2 separate regions of the Sus scrofa genome follow, and region 2 is linked to region 1. Evidence: chromatin contacts called from public Hi-C data. All regions are on one chromosome and are shown on one strand. The core of a region is the stretch at or near the end of the contact, and the rest is flanking DNA. Distances in the headings are between cores, read along the strand shown.

Region 1 (5,778 bases), core at 2,260-4,759:
CTGCAGTGATTCTGGTTGAACCCAGCTGTTTAAGAAGCATCGCACTATTGACACACAGCTGACACCAGTCCCAGAATCCAGAGAAAGCCATGAACAATCATTTGCTCATCCAGAAACTTCTAAAGAGTAAGAACAACTTTGGAAGTGCAGACTGAGGACTGCTGGCTAGAACTGTGGCACACGGTCACCCTGGTGCCAGGGAGCCTAGTGGCCCAGCCTCTCTGGAGGTGGGAGCGCATAGCAGCCACGCCCTGTATCACCCACAGCCACCCACTACTCAGCCTCCCCTGTATGCTGATCCATTTTCATTTATAGCATTTATCTTCGCCTGACATTATATTGTATGCTAACTTTTATATGTTTATCTTCTGTCTCACCTCAAGAGAAATGCCCTGTGGGTGAGGACAATTCTGGTGTCCTGCTGTATTCTGCGTACTGCCCTGGTTCCTACCATACAGTAGCCTCTTAGCCAAGAAGTGTTGGATAAAGGAGAAATTAAGTGCTCTGGGTTATTTTTATTTTTATTTTTTGTTTTTTGTTTTTGTATTTTTAGGGCTGCACCTAAGAAGGACAAATGGAGGTTCCCAGGCTAGGGGTCTAATTGGAGCTGTAGCTGCTAGCCTACGCCACAGCCACAGCAACTCAGGATCCAAGCCAAGTCTGCAACCTATACCGTAACTCACGGCAATGCCAGATCCTTAACCCACTGAGCCAGGCCAGGGATCGAACCTATATACCCATGGATTCTAGTCGGGTTCGTTAACCACTGAACCACGACGGGAACTCCACTCTGGGTTCTTTTTCTTTTTTTTTCTTTTTAGGCCACACTTGCAACATATGGAGGTTACCAGGCTAGGGGTCGAATCGGAGCTGCAGCTGCCAGCCTGCACCACAGCCACAGCCACACCAGATCTGAGCCATGTCAGTGACCTACACCACAGCTCATAGCAACTCCAGATCCTTAATTCAATGAGCGGGGCCAGGGATCAAACTCTCATCCTCATAGATACCGGTTGGGTTCTTAACCTGTTGAGCCACAAAGGGGAATTCTGTCCCAGGTTTAAACATGAAAGAACTGTGTATCTTGGCTTTTGTTGACCTAAGTAAGTGTTGTCTTAAGGTTCTCATTATTTCTATGTAAATGATCTACCCAAACAGCCTTTTACTCCTCATTTTTATATCTTTTCTGGGTCACTTACAATGACCTGTCATTGAACCCTGATATCAAACTGATAAACATGGGGAAGTAGTTTGGGAAGAGGATGACTGCGGAGTTCCATCTGCTCTATCAGGACCTTTACAGCCCCTGAGAGGGGTGTGGTTCCGGGGAGGGTGGGCACCCGGAGCGAGAGGCTGTGCTCTACACCTTTCCCGGTTCCAAAGTCTCATCCCTGCTGATTAGGGCTGGGTCTTACTGGGGTCAGAGGAAGCCGCAGTTCACTTGGAAGCCTGGTTTGGACCCATTAATACAGATAACGCTCTCTGAATTGTGCCACTTTAGCTGTTGTCTTTTCTCTCTCTATCCATTAGCCATGATCATTTCTGTAGAAAGTAATGATTTTTAAAAACCTGTCGGTAGTATATTGGACACCTTCTGTCAGTTCAGTCCTTTTCATTTGAGGATGGCAGAGTATGTGAGACAATTACTTGTGCCTTAAATGTAGTAGGTACACAGTTTAAATTTTACAGGTGGGGAGTTCCCGTCGTGGCTCAGTGGTTAAGGAACCTGACTAGCATCCATGAGGACACAGGTTCGGCCCCTGGCCTCACTCAGTGGGTCCAGGATCAGCTGTTGCTGTGAGGTGTGGTGTAGGTCTCAGATGCAGCTGGGATCTGGCATTGCTGTGGCTGTGGTGTAGGCTGGCAGCTGTAGCTCCTGTTTGACCCCTAGCCTGGGAACCTCCCTCTGCCTCTGGTGGGGCCCCAAAAAGACAAAAAATAAAATGAAATAAAATAATTTTATAGGTGGGAGTCTTTATCTTACTACCCTGACCTAGTACTAATTCCTGTATTAGATAAATTCAGGGGGCATCATTCTAACCCCTGCTTGTTTAAACTCGGCCATTTATGGGGTTCCCCTTGTGGCTCAGCATGTTGAGAATCCTCCATGAGGATGCAGGTTTGATTCCTGGCCTTGCTCAGTGGGTTAAAGGACCCGGTGTTGCCGCAAGCTTCGGTATAGATTGCAGATGCGGCTCAGATCCGGTGTTGCTGTGGCTGTGGCATAGACCTGCAGCTGCAGCAGCTCCGATGTGACCCTTAGCCTGGGAACATCGTATACCACAGGTGTGGCCCTACAAAGGAAAAAAAAATGGCATTTAAGGTACACTGTGATGAGAGTGGTGGGCTAGGCTGAGAGATTAGCCCAAGTAACAGTAAAATCACCTAATCACCAACAGTTTTGTTTATTGGAGGGCCTTTGCAAGTCATTTGCTTGGAATGATGGATTTGTTTTCCTCTTTTAAAAAGTTTTCAATGATGAGAGGAGTGGGTGAGGGGGGCTGATGTTTTTGACTTAGCCACCAAATCAGGAACCAGGGAGAGACCTCCCTAAGGGGGGACTTAAACAAGCTGTTGAGCTTGAACATTCATTTCCTGTCTCTCACGGGTTGACCCAGAACCTTCGAAGGCTGATGGGATTAGCCCCCTGTACTGATGTGAAAACTAAGACTTAACATGAGAACACATGTGGTTCTCTGAATATTAGCTCTTAGAGTTTAAACCAGTCTCTTTGCTCCCACTGTGGGGCCCCAGATGCCTTGTGAGGTCCTGTTGTTCTCAGTAAATCATAAAAGGAATGGGAGTGGGGAGAAGGAAGAGGGGTGAAGAAGGTGCATGCTGAGGTAAATGCCAGAATGATCCCCCCACTGTCCCTGCAGATGGGAAGTGGTGCCGGGGCTGGGCTAAGGCGCTATTGTTCTGCTCTAACAACTGCCCTGTTCTTTTAGCCCGTGGATCCTCTGTTCTTCAAGAGAAACGTTGTAGTTTGCAGTGAGGTAGCAGTTCTGCTGGTTGAATCAGGTCCTCTGGGCTTTGTTGGGAAGCAAGAGGGCTCTGCTGTGATCCTGCAGAGAAAGAACGTTTCTTTAAGCTCCTGCATCTTTGCCAGGATGAAAAAGGAGTATAAGAGGAAAACAATTTTTTTGTTTTGCATTTATCCTTGGCTAGATTTGCATAATCTTTGTTTAAGTCAGTTGAATTGTGAAGCCCTAAATACATTTCAGGCGTTTAAATATTTAAAAGGATTCATCCACAGCACTTTACTCACCCAAAGCATAAGTGCTTACAACAATGAAAATAACCCCCTCGCAGATGCCGCCCGCACTGGCTCTGCTCACCTTGTCACCGAATTATAAAACATTAATAGCGAAGCCAGAATGGGAACTGTCATGGCAATGCTCTGCTGGCTCTGTTCCAAAATATTGTTTCCCTGGTAGAGAAAGCAGGACAATTTGTTTAAAACTGGCAGTCAGCCAGTCAAAAAGCTCTGACGCAATCAGAGCAGTAACTACTTTGCTCCTACTGCTAATTTTAGGCCAGTTAAATCTGGGTGATGTCTGATGGCTGCTGTGGTGTGCGTCTGGCTATGTGGCACTTTCTAAATCCAGCCTCTTCGCCTGGCATCCTAACTCACAGCTCTTTCCCAAAGGAGCCTAGGGAGCCTAGGATCCGGGGATGGAGCGAGGGGTGGGCCCTGGGAGGGTTTGGGAGGCACTGCCTTGCATCTGACTACGTTCTTCGTCATTTCATCCACAAGCACCTACCTGCAGGTGTGCCTCCCCCACCCCCCACCCCCACCCCCACCCCTGCCTCCTGTGAGCAGCCTGGTGCCCCTGTTCACTCCTTTCCCCTCCCTCCCTGCCAGTGATCACAGCTTCAGCACTGAACTTTTACCTTCTCCTTTTCTGGCAAAGGTACAATCAAGGAGAAAGGTGAGCATTCAAACAAAAATGAAAACATTTGGAGTGCCCCACGGAAGAGCCTTTCTTTGCTGTAGCAGGAGGTGGAGGTGGCGAGAGGGCTTGGAGTAGTTAAGTGTCCGTGTCCCGCTGCTGTGCTTCTAGGGCCTGGAGTTTGAGCCAATTTTGTTTTTATCTGTCTGTCTATCTACCTACCTACCTGGGAGTTTTATTGGAGTGCAGTTGACTTACAGTGTTGTGTTAGTTTCAGGTGTACAGCAAAATGAATCAGTTATGCATGCACGCATATCCATTATTTTCCAGACTCTTTTCCCATATAGGTTATTACAGAGTATTGAGTAGAGTTCCCTGTGCTATATGAAGCCAATTTTTGGGTTTTTTTTTTTTTTTTTTTGTCTTTTTAGGGCCGCACCCAAGGCATATGGAAGTTCCCGGGCTCGGGATTGAATTGGAGCTACAGCTGCTGGTCTGCACCACAGCCAACAGCCACACGGGATGCGAGCTCATGGCCATGCCAGATCCTTAACCCACTGAGTGAGGCCAGGGATCGAACCCACATCCTCATGCATACTAGTCGGGCTCATTACTGCTGAGCTATGATAGGAACTCCATGAAGCCAGTTTTAAAATGGGGACACTGGGCCCCACAGTCTCTAGTCTCTTTCCACTCTGTCACTCTAGTTTCTGAGTTAGCAGAGGGTGCCTGAGGGTGTGAGACCCTGGGGGCAGGGACCTGGTCACTTCTCAGTCCTCTGGCCCAGGGAAGTATCCAGCACAGTCAATGAATGAACCAACTCAGTGTCTTAGGCCTCAGAGAGACCTTCAGGTTATCCTGGAGTCAGTCTTCTTCATGGTCCTCATTCATAAATGTGAAAAGTCAAACCCTCAAAAATATGAGACTGTAAGAGAATGGTGTGGTGCCCAGGCCTGCTGTCTTTGATAGAATGGGCTACCTGTGAGGTGACGAACTGATGGCCTGGCTGATGGCCACGCATCCCATGTACTAGAAGATTGCTATGTACCCGAGACCCTTGGACACCCATGGGCACTATAGCTTCTTTCAGAGGAAAGACTCTGTGGGTGGTGGTGAGGATGGTGGATGGGCATAATCAGGAGAACACTCAGGGCAAAGGGAGGACCTGAGTTGGGCTTTGGAAAGTGGTCTGGGTTTGAATTTTCATTGAAGGGCTCTTTTATGCAAGGCTCCTCCTGGCTCTGTATGGGACCTGCAAATACAAAGAAATACAAACAAAACTCTCCCTGTGGTAACTCTTCCCTTGCTCATAGGACTGTCGCCATCAACTTACTGTGCCTAAAACCAAATTCAGATCCTAGCCTGCTTTAGGTTTTGCATCCCCCAAACTGGATTTTTTTTTTTTTTGTCTTTATTTTAGGGCTGCCCTGAGGCATATGGAGGTTCCCAGGCTAGGGGGCAAATCAGAGCTATAGCTGCCAGCTTACACCACAACCACAGCAATGTGGGATCCAAGCCTCCGATGCGACCTGCGCCACAGCTCATAGCAACGCTGGATCCTTAACCCACTGAGCAAGGCCAGGGATCAAACCTGCATCCTCATGGATGCTAGTCAGATTAGTTTCCACTGAGTCACGACGGGAACTCCACCAAACTGGATTTTATTAACAAAAGCAACACCAAGAGACATGGTGGACAGCATTCTCGGAGTGGAGACTAACTAGTCTATCATGATAGAGAGTCTGATTTTTCCCCCCATTGTAATTTGCTAAAGGTTACAGAGTGTGTCTGTAAACCTAAAGGGGGAGATATTTTGGATCCATCAGAGATGGAAGGTAAACATTTTTAAAAATTGAGATACCCACCATGTGCCTTCTGCAAAGTA
Region 2 (5,984 bases), core at 596-3,095, 140 kb after region 1:
TGAACTTGGGTTTCTGCACGTGGGTGCATAACTTATTTCTAGAAAATATTGTAAGAAAGAACCGTATAATTCATTTGTGCCGTTCTTTAATTTCAGGGGGTTTGATTGTTTTGGGGTTAAATCCAGAGTTAAAGCAAACTTTGTTTTCCTGCTTAGAAAACGTAGTTTTCCTGAGATCACTTAATTGCACTTCTTTGACCTAGATGAAAACATTGAGGACTGCATAGTATTTGTCCAGTAAGCATTTGAATGAATGTCAAATGAATGTCAAATGAATGAAACTTAATTGTCGCAGAGAACTTTTTCTTTCTTTTTTCCTTTTTTTTTTTTTCCTGAATGCTCATGAAATTCAATGAAAATAGTCAGAGGATACATTTTTTTCAAAGAGACCTCTTGCCTTGTTCCCAGGTTGCAAGAACCACCTTAGATCCTGCAGCTGGGAGGGGAAAGAGGCCTCTGACCCCCAGCCCAGCTCATCACACTTGGAGCTGCAGCTCCTCTGTTCACCTTCCTCGTGGTAATTGCTAGATGGGAGCGGTTTCCTACCTAACACTTAACCTTATTCCCTTGTCCTTCCTGTATTTTCCAGTGTTTTCTAATAATCAGAGCTCTGCCCATTCCCACAGAGAACCTGTCTTTTGATCACATATCTGTATGTTTTTTATGAGATGGAGGCACAATCCTTCCATAACATGTATTTTTTTTTTCTTTTTAGGGCCACAGCTGCGGCATATGGAAGTTCACAGGCTGAGAGTCGATCCACAGCCACAGCAGCACGGGATCTGAGCCACATCTGTGACCTACACCACAGCTCGAAGCAACACTGGATCCTTAACTCACTAATCGAGGCCAGGGATCGAACTCACAGCCTCATGGATACTAGTCAGGTTCTAGTTACTAGAACAGTAATTCAAATTGTGATTTTATAAGTGCTTTGTACCTGGCTTTCTTTCACTGAAACGACCCCTGAAAAGTCCTATGCACAAAATGTGGATGGAAGGATGGGGGATGGGGAGTGGGGTACATGGGTGTTTTCAACTTCCCATAAAGGAGATTTTTTGAAACTCCCAGCACATTGAGATTATACATTACAAACTGTAGCCTAGAGACTCATTTGGTTCCATTTTTGTTTTTCTTTTTTAACTTGAGATTCCATGGCATTGACTAAGTTATGCTGGTGGATTAGAGGTGGAAAACTGTAGAAAACGGTTTTGCTTTTTGAATTGCTCTTGCTATATATGGCATGTATATGATCTTATATATGGTTCATTGGGAAATCTATACATTGAGCATAGGATATGGACAAGTAATGATTAGATAAAGGAGGTGAGTATAGGGTGGAGGAAAGAGCCAGTGGACTTGCATTCCGGATCTTTTACAAGCAGTCACTTGCCTTGTGGCCTGGGGTCAGAGTCTTAATCTCGTGAAATTTGATTATAGAAGTTCTGTTGTGGCTCAACAGAGACAAATCTGACTAGCATCTATGAAGACACAGGTTCGATCCCTGGCCTCGCTCAGTGGGTTAAGGAGCCGGCGTTGCCATGAGCTGTGGTGTAGGTCGCAGATGCGACTCAGATCTGGCATTGTTGTGGCTGTGATGTGGGCTGGTGGCTACAGCTCCGATTTGACCCATAGCCTGGGAACCTCTATATGCCACGGGTGTGGCCCTAAAAGACAAAAAAAAAAAAAAAAGAAAAAAAGGGAAGAAATTTGACTATAGAGTGAGGACAATGTCTAGATGGCCACCAGGAGTGGGGGGTGGGGGGTGGGGGCGAGATGCCTAGAGTGCTGCACTGAGAAGGATTCAACATCCAGACTCAGGCAGAAGGAACTTTTGAGGTGCCTTCTGAGGATTTATAAGTGGGGACATGTGACACACAGGAGCTGTACTTGGGCAGGATGGTACATGAAATCTCTCGCCTGCTGTCAGAACTCTGGGATTCTAGGGCTTCATTACAGCTTCCTCCTTCTAGGTTGGCAAAAAGCTTCAGCAGAAAAAGGTAGTTGTTAAGCACAAAAATTCTGAAACCACACATCCTAGAAATGAATCCCAGCCACCAGCTAATTTTGTGACTCAGGCACAACTTTCTATGCTTTGGTTTCCTTTACCACTGAAGGCAGAGACTTTTACCTCTTTTCTTTGCCGAGGTGTCCTGGGTACCTAGAACCACACCCAGAATGTGCTAAGTGGTCGATGAGCATTCGTTGAGTGAATTAACGAACCTTTTCTTAGCTAGTAGTTAGAATTAGATGAGTAGAAAGCACTTAAAATTGTATCTGACCCAGAGTATGCCCGGTGTGTTTTAGCTGTAATTATTATTTCATAACTTATGAGATATGAAGAACAAGTAATTTAGATTGACTTAATTTGCTTCTTATCTTTCTGTTCCTGATCCTAAAGCTCCATCATGAAAAGCTAAGACCTGGAGTTCCCTGGTGGTACAGTGGGTTAAGGATCCAGGGTTGTCATTGGAGCAACCCAGGTTGCTGCTGTGGCTCGGGTTCAAGCCTTGGTCCAGGAACTTCCACGTGCCATGGGTGTGGCCAAAAAATAAATTAAAAATAAAAAATAATTAAAAAAAAAAAGCCAAGGCCTGAGTAGTTAAGAAAGTAAGGGACTAATTTCAGTCATTTCAGAAAGTTCTTTTTACCTTGACATTTAGTATTGTGCTGATCCATGGAGTTCCCACTGTGGCTCAGTGCTAATGATCCCAACTAGTATCCATAAGGATGCAAGTTTGATCCCTGGCCTTGATCCATGGGTTAAGGATCTGGCATCGCCATGAGTTATGGTGTAAGTCACAGAGGAGTTTCAGATCCTGAGTTGCTGTGGCCATGGTGTAGGCCGGCAGCCACAACTCTGATTTGACCCCTGGCCTGGGAATTTCCGTATTCCACAGGTGCAGCCCTAAAAAATAAAAATAAAAATAAAATATTATGCTGATCCTGAGCTGTCATCAGGTAACTGTTCACAGGTCAGCAGTGGCTCTCTGCAGTCTTAGAACCTGTACTTTCCAGATCGGCTGTGGGTTATGCTCCTCTTGCTGGATTTCTCACCACCCAACCTGTGCCCTCAAACTGTGTAAATTCCAAGGGCATCAGGGTCTGAAGTGACCCTCTGGGTTCATGACTGCTGCCGAGGCCACAGAACTTAGCAGCGTTAACTGGTCTCTCCCTGAATCTCTGCCCCGACTTTGGCCTCATTGGCACTCCGTTTTTGGTGACTATTTAGCTGGCCCAGACACGTCCACCTCAGATATAATTTCTTGGGTTTGCTCTTGTAATAAATCAAACCGAAAACTAATTCCAGGATGTCTTCAAAGTCTTTAGAGAGTTCACCACAGTCGCAGGAGAGTTCAGTCTTTGGAATGTCTGACTCTTGCAAAGAAAACGCAGCCAGACTGGGGGGATGATAAGGAAGCCTGATCTGGGAGTGCTGGAGTGTTTGCCCTCCTCCCCCATCTCCCTCTGGGGCTGTTTGGCAGTCTGTCCACTTTTCCCAGGGCCGCCTCCCCTGCAGCTTTCTCCTGCCAGTGCTACCGACAAAGCAGAGTTAAACTCTCATGGGTTCTTATCAGTGACAGGAACCCCACAAATTAGCCTCATACTTCTCTGGGCAGAAAAACTTTATCTTCAAACTAAGTATGTAATACAGAGGTAGCAGGGCTCCTGCTGGCACACTGTAATCTCTCTCTCTCTCTTTCTTTTTTTTTTTTTTTTTTTGCTTTTCAGGGCCGTACCTGTGGCACATAGAAGTTCCCAGGCTAAGGGTTGAATCAGAGCTACAGCTGCCTCTCCACACCACAGCCCTAGCAATGCAGGATCTGGTCATGTCTGCAACCTACACCACAGTTCATGGCAACACCAGATCCTTAACCCACTGAGCAAGGTCAGGGATTGAACCCCAGTCCTCATGGATACTAGTGGGGTTCATTACCACTGAGCCACAATGGGAACTCCTTTTTTTTTTTTTTTTTTTTAATGCACGTGTAAAGTTAGAACTGCTCCCCTTGGCAGGGGTCCATGGATGTTCCTGAGGAATCAGACCAAAGTTTCTGACATTCTGTCTGAAAAATACTGGGCTTGACATCTGCAGAGGTGATGGGGGCAGAGCGTGACAGACTTGAGGCAGGCTGGAACCCCCTCTCCACATAATTGAGGCGGATGATCAGCCCCTGCCTTAAAAGGTTTGTGTCCATACTTCTACAAGTCTCTCATGGGTGCTGCTAAGAAACGAAACACTGGAGGAATCTCCTTCATTAAGTGCTAAACCAGCAGGTCCTGCTCTTGGCTTCACCTATAAATGATAATCTGGAATATTTTGGAAGAATAATATGCTTATTTGGCTTTCCAGTATTAACTTTATTCCCAGAAATTCGCAGACCTAGGAAGGTAAACTTATACCAGATAAGAAGAACTTTGAAAAAAGATTTGAAAAAGGGCTGGAATTGCCCAGTTTCCGAAGAGAAATGCTTCCATCTTCATAATCCTTTTATCATCTTGTCATTAAATCATTACAAATCCACATTCTTGATTTATGTCTGTTTCTCCACTTCCAAAATATTCAGCCTTGCTTAACTGGTTTGTATGTTTACTTTTGCCATTGGTACAATATTTTATATCATATTTTATATGGGTTATCTAAAATCATAATCAGCAGTACATCCTTGAAATGGTGATTAAATTTGCTGTGATCTTGCTGATCTGAGATAAGAGTAGTTAACTCACAGTTACTCGTTTGTGGAAGCAAAGGGACAAGGCTTTCCTTCTCTCAATGTCGATTGTTGGTCACGTGTGTGGGAACGTGTGCGGTTTTCCGGCTCGGCTCGCTCTTGTTACTTAGATGACTATGTTCACCTTTTCCATGTCCTTCCACGGGATCCTCTAGATGGCTCTTAAAAATCTAAGTAAAATTCTCAGGAGTTCTCATCGTGGCTCAGTGGAAATGAATCTGACTAGCATCCATGTGGACGCAGGTTCGATCCCTGGCCTCACTCAGTGGGTTAAGGATCCAGCGTTGCCATGAGCTGTGGTGTAGGTTGAAGATGTGGCTTAGATCTGGTGTTGCTGTGGCTCTGGCCTAGGCCGGTGGCTACAGTCTGATTCGACCCTTAGCCTGGGAACCTCCATATGTCATGGGTATGGCCCTAAAAAGCCAAAAAAAAAAAAAAAAAGCAAAATTTGTATCATTGGTACGTGCTCTCTTGAGTATAGAGTATGTATGGGGGGATGTTGTGTGTGATGTGTGTGTGCATGCAAAATTAGGACAGTCTCTGAAGGAGGAGAAGCTTGCCCTCCGTGTAAAGGAGAGACACTGTCTAAGCAAGAGGTTGGCAAGCGCACAGTGCCTGCTGCAGGAGCACATGGGCAGGTTTTAGGTACCCAGTGGCTAAAAGGGAAAGTGTGTGATGAGGTTAGACTGTGGGAAGGATCAGGCCAACCCATATTTGTCAGCCCTGCTTTTACTGCTAGGACTTTTAGCTGACACCCCAAGAATTAAGATCCAGAACTTAGGATTTTTTTTTTTTTTTTTTTTTTTTTTGCTGCGCCCACAGTATGTGGAAGTTGGGCCAAGAATCAAACCTGCACCATTGCAACAACCCAAGCCACTGCAGTGCCAACCCTGGATCATTAACCTGTTGTGCCACCAGGGAACTCCATGATTTTTTTTTTCCTTTGGTTTTTTAGGGCCGCACCTGCTGTATATGCAGTTCCCAGGCTAGGGTAGATTCAGAGCTGTAGCCGCCAACCTACACCACAGCCATAGCCCCAGCAGATCCAAACCTCATCTGCCACTACACCACAGCTCACGGCAGCACTGGATCCTTAACCCACTGAGCAAGGCCCGGGATTAAACCCGCATCCTCTTGGATGCTAGTCGGGTTCATTACAGCTGAGCCATGATGGGAACTCCACCATGATGGCTTTTTCAATAGAGACACATTTAATTTTTTGCTCATTTCTGAGCCCATTGCTTTGAATTT

Evidence for each region. A called contact is a pair of places that touch in the nucleus more often than the background predicts.
Region 2: a Hi-C map of fetal heart ventricle shows a contact between it and region 1, with 1.9 times the contacts expected there. The contact joins two enhancer-like sites. A contact is called at or near these places in 1 of 5 promoter capture datasets (fetal skeletal muscle) and 2 of 47 Hi-C or Micro-C datasets (fetal heart ventricle and liver).

Annotation. Positions count from the first base shown.
Region 1 is chr14:58,126,887-58,132,664 of Sscrofa11.1, forward strand. The region is part of intron 2 of SIPA1L2 (signal-induced proliferation-associated 1-like protein 2); the gene reads left to right. Among named protein-coding and RNA genes, the nearest start is that of SIPA1L2, 13 kb to the left of the region's middle. Within about 2 kb of position 3,510, at least 29 of the 83 cell types and tissues checked have an H3K27ac peak or open chromatin away from gene starts, as enhancers often do.
Region 2 is chr14:58,270,791-58,276,774 of Sscrofa11.1, forward strand. The region is part of intron 9 of SIPA1L2 (signal-induced proliferation-associated 1-like protein 2); the gene reads left to right. Among named protein-coding and RNA genes, the nearest start is that of SIPA1L2, 160 kb to the left of the region's middle. Within about 2 kb of position 1,846, at least 4 of the 83 cell types and tissues checked have an H3K27ac peak or open chromatin away from gene starts, as enhancers often do.